Regions from separate parts of the Mus musculus genome. Here region 1 is linked to region 2. A link is a contact called in public HiChIP or PLAC-seq data. All regions are on one chromosome and are shown on one strand. The core of a region is the stretch at or near the end of the contact, and the rest is flanking DNA. Distances in the headings are between cores, read along the strand shown.

Region 1 (4,022 bases), core at 1,471-3,970, 220 kb before region 2:
CTGTAGCAATCATGACGGCCAGCTTCATGTTAAAGGTGCAGGGATAAATCTCAGTGGGCAAGTGACTTGCCGGAGGCTAAGCATTTGTAAATACCTATTCAAGTAGGAATCCATTCTGTCGCTAATTACCTGGAGTTAGGACATAGCTCATAATTTAATGATTCTGTCCCCAGGAAGTTACTCTATGTAGTGTAGTGGATGTAGACTGGATGTGTAGTTCACTCACATTCTTTTTGACAAACTGACGTCAAATCAGAGTGAAGCCAGTTCCCAGAATTCCCTTCAGTTTTGATACAGTTGTCAGAATAACTCTCAGAACTCAAGGAAGTTTTGTACTTAGGATTTTTTTTTCTTTAAGATTTATTTATTATACATAAATACACTGTAGCTGTCTTCAGACACTCCAGAAGAGGGCATCAGATCCCATTATGAATGGTTTTGAGCCACCATGTAGTTGCTGGGATTTGAACTCAGGACCTTTGGAAGAACAGTCAGTGCTCTTAACCACTGAGCCATCTCTCCAGCCCCAGGTTTTTTTTTTCTAAAGGATACAAATTGGGACCAAGCAAAGGACATGATGCGGATTCTGAAAGCATCCCGTATGGTCCTTTCTCATGGTCCATTAGTCTTTGCATGGTTGGGTTTACTAACCCATAAGCTCAACAAGCTGCAGCATCCAGGCTTTTTACGGAGCGTTTGATATGCCGGCATAATTGGTACACTCAGTCTCTGGCTCCCCACCCTCTCTGTGCTCGGTCTCTTGGTCATAGTAGGCTTACGTGAGAACTAGCCACTACCCAGAGCCGGCTCATTACTACAAACTCAGGGGCTCCTAGAACTTGGGAAATCAAGGGTTTTACAAGCTTCCTCCCAGAAACCTGGAACAAAACCCAGACACATCCTTTTACGACAATAGCGGAGCCATGCAGCTTCTGTGTCTGCGGATTCCGGGCCAACTGCTTTCCTTTATGCCAAACTCCATCCTAGGCAAGCCTTCCCTCACCTGAATTTCTGACTATGAATTACTCAAGATTTATCCTGACCTCCTGGAGAGCTAGAGAGAGGTTTCCTGAATTTCAAAACCACATCCCGCCCTTCCGTTTCTGCCCACTTGAAACCAGACACAACCCACATTCCAGTCCGGTCCTCTGTCCCCGTCCGTCTGTACACCCATCACCCCCCCTCCCGCCCCCAGCCTCCTGCCCCCAGCCTCCCGCCCCCGGGGTGGAGGTAATGAAGCCACAGCAGGAAGAACGCTGGCAACTGAATGTGCAAATCTTGAGGAAAGTGAGCCACGTGGGCCAAGCCAGCTCAAGATGTAGACGTCTGCATTTATCCTTAAAATGTGTTTTAAATATTCCCCTCCCCATCCCATCTCCTCGGTAGCAGTAGCTATGTTCTGAGGCTTGCAAGGTGAAAAGGACGGGTGGATGTGAAGTGATTTCAAAGGAATAAAGTTCTCCGGCCGTAGTTTGTACAGGAGCCGTGCAGACATCCATTTTAATTATTGATGCGAAGCCCTGTCACTGGTGAGGAGGAAAGGGGCTTTCTTTTGTTGCACACGTTCTATGCACTGTGGTCCACACACCATTTAACCCTCACCATCCCGTGGATTGTGTTTCAGATCCTTCCCTAACAGCGGATCTGCAAGATTAAAGAATTAAGCCTGTATCTGGCTGCCTCCAGTTGCTGGTAATAGCCAGAAAATGTTGCTCATTATGCTTGTTTGCTCTGTGCTTTATTAAATATTATTTTATATGATTATGTAATTAAACTGTGATCCTCTGAAACCGGTCATTTTAAAAGCGGGGGAGGGGAGGGCAGCTGAACAAAGCTAATCAAAGAAATGCTTCATTTACATTAATCCTGCTGGGAGACTGTTCGGGTCATTTCTCTGAATACCCGGGTGACCTTGCTTAGCTTAGTGTAAACATTAGGCTGCTTCCCGTTATTAAACCTCTGCTAATTCAGGCTCCTGATGCAGAGCAAATGCGCTATTAATGATAAATGCAGCAATCACATAAAAGGCTCGCTATGGGATTATAAGAGCAGCCGGATTCAAGCTCCGGTTTCCAGTGTATCTCCGTATTACTGACCTAAGTTGATAAAGGAGAGGGTTTTAGGAGGATGGTTGCAGAGACCTGGCCTCTGAATTAGCTCTGTACTAGTGCCACCTAGTGGCCATGGTGGGCTCCAGCAGGTTCTTCATATTTCTAAGGGTTGGGCTCTGGGGCTCCGCCTTTCTTAGCTACCCAAACTGGTGTTTCTGTTCTGTTTTGTTTTTTGTTTTTTAAAACAAAGGCACTGGAGCTACTTGTGTGATAGAAGGTGTATGGCGCAGTCGTTTACTTCAAATTGATGCAAAAATTTAAGTACCTGAGATGGTGAGTTTGGAACCTTCGATCATTTTAGTATAGCTCAAGAATGCTGGCTCTCCTGCTCCTTTCCGACCCCTGATTCCTGAGGAACCCATCCGTACCCTTCTTCCACATCTTCCCACGACAGCGTCCTCAGTTGACACCACAGCCCAGAAGGAAAATGAGAAAGTCCAGTCGTTCCCCAGAACACTCACTCTGTCAATGGATTTTATTTTCTCTCTCCAGGTGTCTCTCAGCCACATGCCTGGCAGAGGCTGCTCAGAAATAATTCCTCAGCACTGCTCCTGAACGATGGGGGAACATCTGCAGTGTGCCGTGACTGACTAAGTGCAGAGAACACGCAGTTGGTTAGCTATACTTCCTCACTCAGAGAAAGACTAGAATGTGTGAGCAAGGAGACAGACTCCTCCTGCTACAATACACACCAAATGGGGTTGTCGTAACAGAGGGACAAGGGAGCCAGAGCAGGATCTGAAGTGGGGTTTGCCCTGGTTTTAACCCTGGATCTGTTACGTGTACAGTTGGAAAAATGATTGGTCACCGCAATTAGGAGTGAAAAGGGTGACACCGACTGTCAAGGCTCTGGTGTATCTTGGCATTACTGGGCTTGGTTGATAAAGGAGACTGATTTTTGGAAGGGAATGGCCATAGAAATCACCAGACCCTGAAAGACTACCGTTTTTGAATATTACTGAAAGACGTGCTCAGAGTGTATCCAAACCAAAGCACCTCCCAACAGTGATGTTCATGTTCAAGTCAGGAAACTAGAAAAAATGCCGATAACATGTATTTGTATATGTCTGTAGTATGTATGAATGGTGCGTGCACATGGTGTCTGGGTATGCATGCTCAAGCCTGTGCATTTGGGGCCAGAGCCGGACATAAGGGGTCTTCTTCTATAACTCTTGGCCTTATTGAGTTGAATCAGGGTCTGTCCCTGAACCTGAAGCTCACTATTTTGCTTAGTCTGGCTGGCCGGCCAGCTCTTACAATCTTTCTATCTTTGCCCCTTAATGCTAAGTTTACAAGCATGTGTTGCCTTGCCCAGGGTGCTGGGGATTTGAATTCAGGTCCTCATGTTTGCAGAGCAAGTGCTCTTACCTACTGGGCCATCTCCCCAGTCCAATAACAGCAATATTAACTGTATAAAGCTCCACATATATGCCGGCCAGAGTAGTATGTTTCCTCGCTCACTGTGATGATAAAATACCAACAAAGAAATTTAAAGCAGGGAGGGTATAACCCATCATGGTGGGGGAGTCCTGGTGATAGGGGTTCGAGGCCTGTTGCATCTGAAGCTTGGAAACAGCATGCTGAAGGCTGCAGCAGCTCGGCTCACTCTTTTCCTTTATCTGCAGCCTGGCGTCCTGGCCTGTGGAGTGGTGCCGCTCACACTGACGGTGGGCTTTCTACACCAATTAACCCATCTTGACACTCCCTGCCTGGGGTCCTGGCCTGTGGAGTGGTGCTGCCTACAGTTAGTTAGACTTTCTACATCAATTAACCCATCTTGACACTCCCTGATAGACACTCACAGAGGTTTGTCTCCTAGGTGGCTCTAACTAATCACATGTGTTTTCATTTTAGTTCAGCATCTGGTGATATAAGACTTCTTAATACACAGGAAATATGAGTCAATTTGGG
Region 2 (3,637 bases), core at 424-2,923:
CAACAGCTTCTGATGCGAGTTGTCATAGACCTCTAAACATCAGAGGAACAGAACATCTCAGCCTCCAGTGACCCTGTTCTAAACATGAATTAATTTAATAGAACTGTGCCTAGCTAGCCTAGGCATACAGCTTCTGTTTTCTTAATATCTGCCTGGTACATAGCCCAGGAACCACTAACCATTTACAGCAAACAGGAAGATGGCGGGCAGGGGGTGTCCTAAAACCAATCATTTTATCTTATCTCCTACTGTGCCCCTTCCTACTACCCTTGTTCCTTCCTCATCTAAACTTCTTCCACTCTAAGCCCCCACTTCTCCAGAGAGCAGCTCACTTTTGCAAGTCTGATTTGAACCTGACCTGTGCAGGGGTGGTTCTCACATCTCTGGCTTTTCCCAAGACAGCATCTCTCTGTCCCCAGCTCTCTGGTGCTCCATCTTATCCTCCCGTGGTCATTCCCACCCTGCCTTTAGTCACTTGCTCTCCTTTTCCCTTCATGCTCAACCGGGTCCACGTTTCTGATTGCCTTGTAGATTACGGTGTTAGGGTTTTTTTTTTTGGGGGGGGGTGTCGTCTCATGTAGCCCAGGCTGGCTTCTGACTCACTATGTAGCCAAGGATGTCTTTTAATATCTTATCCTTCTGCCTCCACCTCCACACTCCTGGCTGGCCTTGAACTCACGCCATTCCATCTCGGCCTTCTGAGTGATGGGAATATAGACCCGTGCCGTGTGTGGCCTTCTGTTTGAGCCCAGGTCCAGCTTTCTCTTAGTGTCTAGCGTCATTGATGTTCCCCGGTAGCATCCTTGGTACACATTCTTTCTCCTAGTCTTATTCTATTGACTCTTTTGTTTGCTGCACTGCTTTCATGTCTCTGTTTAGCCTCATCAACAGCTCTGGGTTTCCCTGCTGCGTACCTGCCCTTATGGTGAATTCTGGGAGAGACTTGGAATGTACACCCTGGGGTGAGGGGTTGCTTGGCAAAGGGGAAGACTACCATTGAATAACAAATGAACACAGACACAAACTCTGACTTAGTATTTCTTTGCCAGACACGAATCCAAGCCCTTTACAGTGTTTTCTGGCTTTACAAATGCTTTAGTTTTGTAACATCCCTGACTTATAGATAAGGAAATGGGGACACAGTCAGGCCAAGCAATTTACCCAATGTTACACAGAGGTGAATGGTTGAGTTAGAATTTAAGTCTCAGCCTTTCCTTATGCTCAGTGCTTTGCTGAAGGTTGATGGCTAACAAGCAAAGGATGAGAAAGTCACTCATGCAGATATACACTTGCAAGGGAACGCCTGCTGCCCTTGCTCTCTTCCTGTTTGTCCTTCCAAAGAACCCATCTTTTATAACCAGAGAGTCTACTAGAGAGCTAAGACTCCTCATTTTTTCAAGTTCCTTACAGTTCTGTGAGTCTTTCCCAGTCTCATTGCCTTCTTTTCAGTTTCCCACAGCACCCAGAAGCTAGAGAGAAGGGATTTGACCTTTTTAGAAAAGACATCTGATTGTAGATTTATAATCTTGGTACAGAAATCAAAATGCAGTTGTATACTCTGAAAGCAGTGCAAACATGGCTGCCAAATGCCTGCTGCTCAGAACTACAACTCCCAGAATGCAGTGCTGGGGAAGTTTCTCTGACCAGGGTTTGAAACAACCACACTGGCTTCCTTGTAGTCCAACCTCCCAAGCGGCTGCTGCTGCTGCTGCTGCCATGAAGGCTCTTCTAGCAGAAGCAGGTGCAGTGTTCTGCCTCAGATCTGTGCTCAGGGAGTTGGAGACTGGATTTCTCACATCACCTTCCACTCGGCTGTCAAAACCTGACCTTCTCAAAGCCTTCTGGGTCTTTATCACTTCCTCTCCTTAACTTGGTGCTTAAGTGCAGTGATTAAGCAGCTACCTAAGGTAGAGTGATTAGTATGAATAATTGCCCCAGACAGAGAATATTGTAAAGGAGTGTTTCTCTCTTGCCCCTTCGCTAACTTATTAGGCGAAGTGAAATGGGTTGGAGAACAGGGAGCCTCAGGTCTCTAGTTTCAAAAGCAAGCGTATAGGCTGGAGGGTTATTTCATAAGGAATCTCTCACGTCCTTTTTGCTAAGTAGAAGAGGTATGAATCCAATGGCCCCTGCAGCAGCTGTTTCTACCCTTTTAAATATCATTTTCTGGCCTGGCGGTGGTGGTGCATGCTTTTAATCCTAGCACTTGGGAGGCAGAGGCAGGCAGATTTCTGAGATCGAGGCCAGCCAGGGCTACAAAGTGAGTTCTAGGACAGCCAGGGCTATACAGAGAACTCTGTCTTGAAAAAAAAAAGACCTATATATATATATATATATATATATAGTTTTTTTTGTTTCTTTTTTTTTCTCAGAATATTCTTTGTACTCTGAAATATATACCTCCCCAACCATTGCAGGTTGTCTGTTCTGTACCAAATTACATTATGTCTGAGGCTGGTGGGTTCAAGGCCTGAACTGCCTTAGGCTTCTGTTGATGCTCTCTCAACACTGCTGACACAAGTTCACCTTCCAGGGATGTGTGCCAGGTTTTGGTTGTTTGATCTATTGAGTCAGAGCTTGCCAAGTAGCCCCAGTTAGCCTGGAACTCACTATGTAGATCAGCGAGGCTCAAAGTGTGTGCAGTTGCTCCTGTCTCTGCCTTGTGAGTACACAAGGGATTACAGGTGTATACCACCTTCCTTACCTGGTGATAGTTCCTTAAGAACTGAGTAGGTAGATGGATTGAGTCATCGGAGAGACTAGGCAGACTCCAGTTATCAAGGAATTGGTCTCTGTGCGATTTTGATGAAATAGAATGTCCTCTTTGGTAGGCACCAGCTTTCTGCCTTCTGTCTGCACATTTGATTGTCAGCCCAGGCACAGAGAGAGGATTGAAGGCCACACGATAGTCAGAGGGAACTTGTCAGGCTTCTGAGTAAAGAGGACAGTGCGATATCTGTGGTGTGGCACAGTCCCCATGCTCTTGGATTTGTAAAGGAGTCTAGTGGGGGTACCCTCATTGAGTAGGAGAAAGGTCTCTCCTCTTCCTACCCCCTCGCCCCCAGTAGATTCAACCATGATCATAGAATGGGACTTATTAAAAAATTCATCAGAGTTACAGAAATAGATGTGATAGAACCTTTACCTGCTGAGTGAGCTATCTGTCTATCTATCTATCTATCTATCTATCTATCTATCTATCTATCTATCTATCTATCGCCTCAGCCTCTTAAATACTGGGATTAAAGGCATGAATCAATCTCCTTGGCATTAAATTAGAATTTGTTTTGTTATTATTATTTGTTGTTATTATTCCTCGACCTAAATTCTATTACTGGTTGAGGATTTTGGAGCATTTAAAATATTTTGAATTAGAACGGTTCATCTGAGAAAACCTATGTAAATATCTCTAAATCTGACATACTTTTCAGATGTGAAACATTTCTGCTCCCCACAATTTCAGGTAAGACAGACAAAACAGGTACTTTCAACTCATAGAACACGTGTATCAGGTGTTTGTGGTGGGATGAAAAGTGCATCTTCAGGCTCCAAGACCTGTATCTCTCCCTTGCCTTAATCTTAGTTTGGATTGTTGAATTAAGCGTTGGCAAGGCACCTTGGTCTCCTTTCCTGCCTA

Evidence for each region. HiChIP or PLAC-seq counts read pairs in DNA pulled down with a chosen protein or histone mark.
Region 1: a contact with region 2 is called in an H3K27ac HiChIP or PLAC-seq map of embryonic stem cells, with 5 read pairs. The contact joins two enhancer-like sites. A contact is called at or near these places in 3 of 484 Hi-C or Micro-C datasets (the 63-12 cell line, the HPC-7 cell line and bone marrow-derived macrophages), 5 of 115 datasets of contacts at active chromatin or transcription factors (bone marrow-derived macrophages, embryonic stem cells, forebrain and 1 more) and 1 of 9 other capture datasets (liver).

Annotation. Positions count from the first base shown.
Region 1 is chr9:40,614,724-40,618,745 of GRCm38.p6, reverse strand. No RefSeq gene overlaps it. Among named protein-coding and RNA genes, the nearest start is that of Gm39319, 50 kb to the left of the region's middle. Within about 2 kb of position 2,720, at least 63 of the 459 cell types and tissues checked have an H3K27ac peak or open chromatin away from gene starts, as enhancers often do. A contact at or near this core is called in bone marrow-derived macrophages, embryonic stem cells and forebrain, where this site is marked.
Region 2 is chr9:40,395,312-40,398,948 of GRCm38.p6, reverse strand. The region is part of intron 2 of Gramd1b (GRAM domain containing 1B); the gene reads left to right. Among named protein-coding and RNA genes, the nearest start is that of Gm51668, 20 kb to the left of the region's middle. Within about 2 kb of position 1,673, at least 137 of the 459 cell types and tissues checked have an H3K27ac peak or open chromatin away from gene starts, as enhancers often do. A contact at or near this core is called in bone marrow-derived macrophages, embryonic stem cells and forebrain, where this site is marked.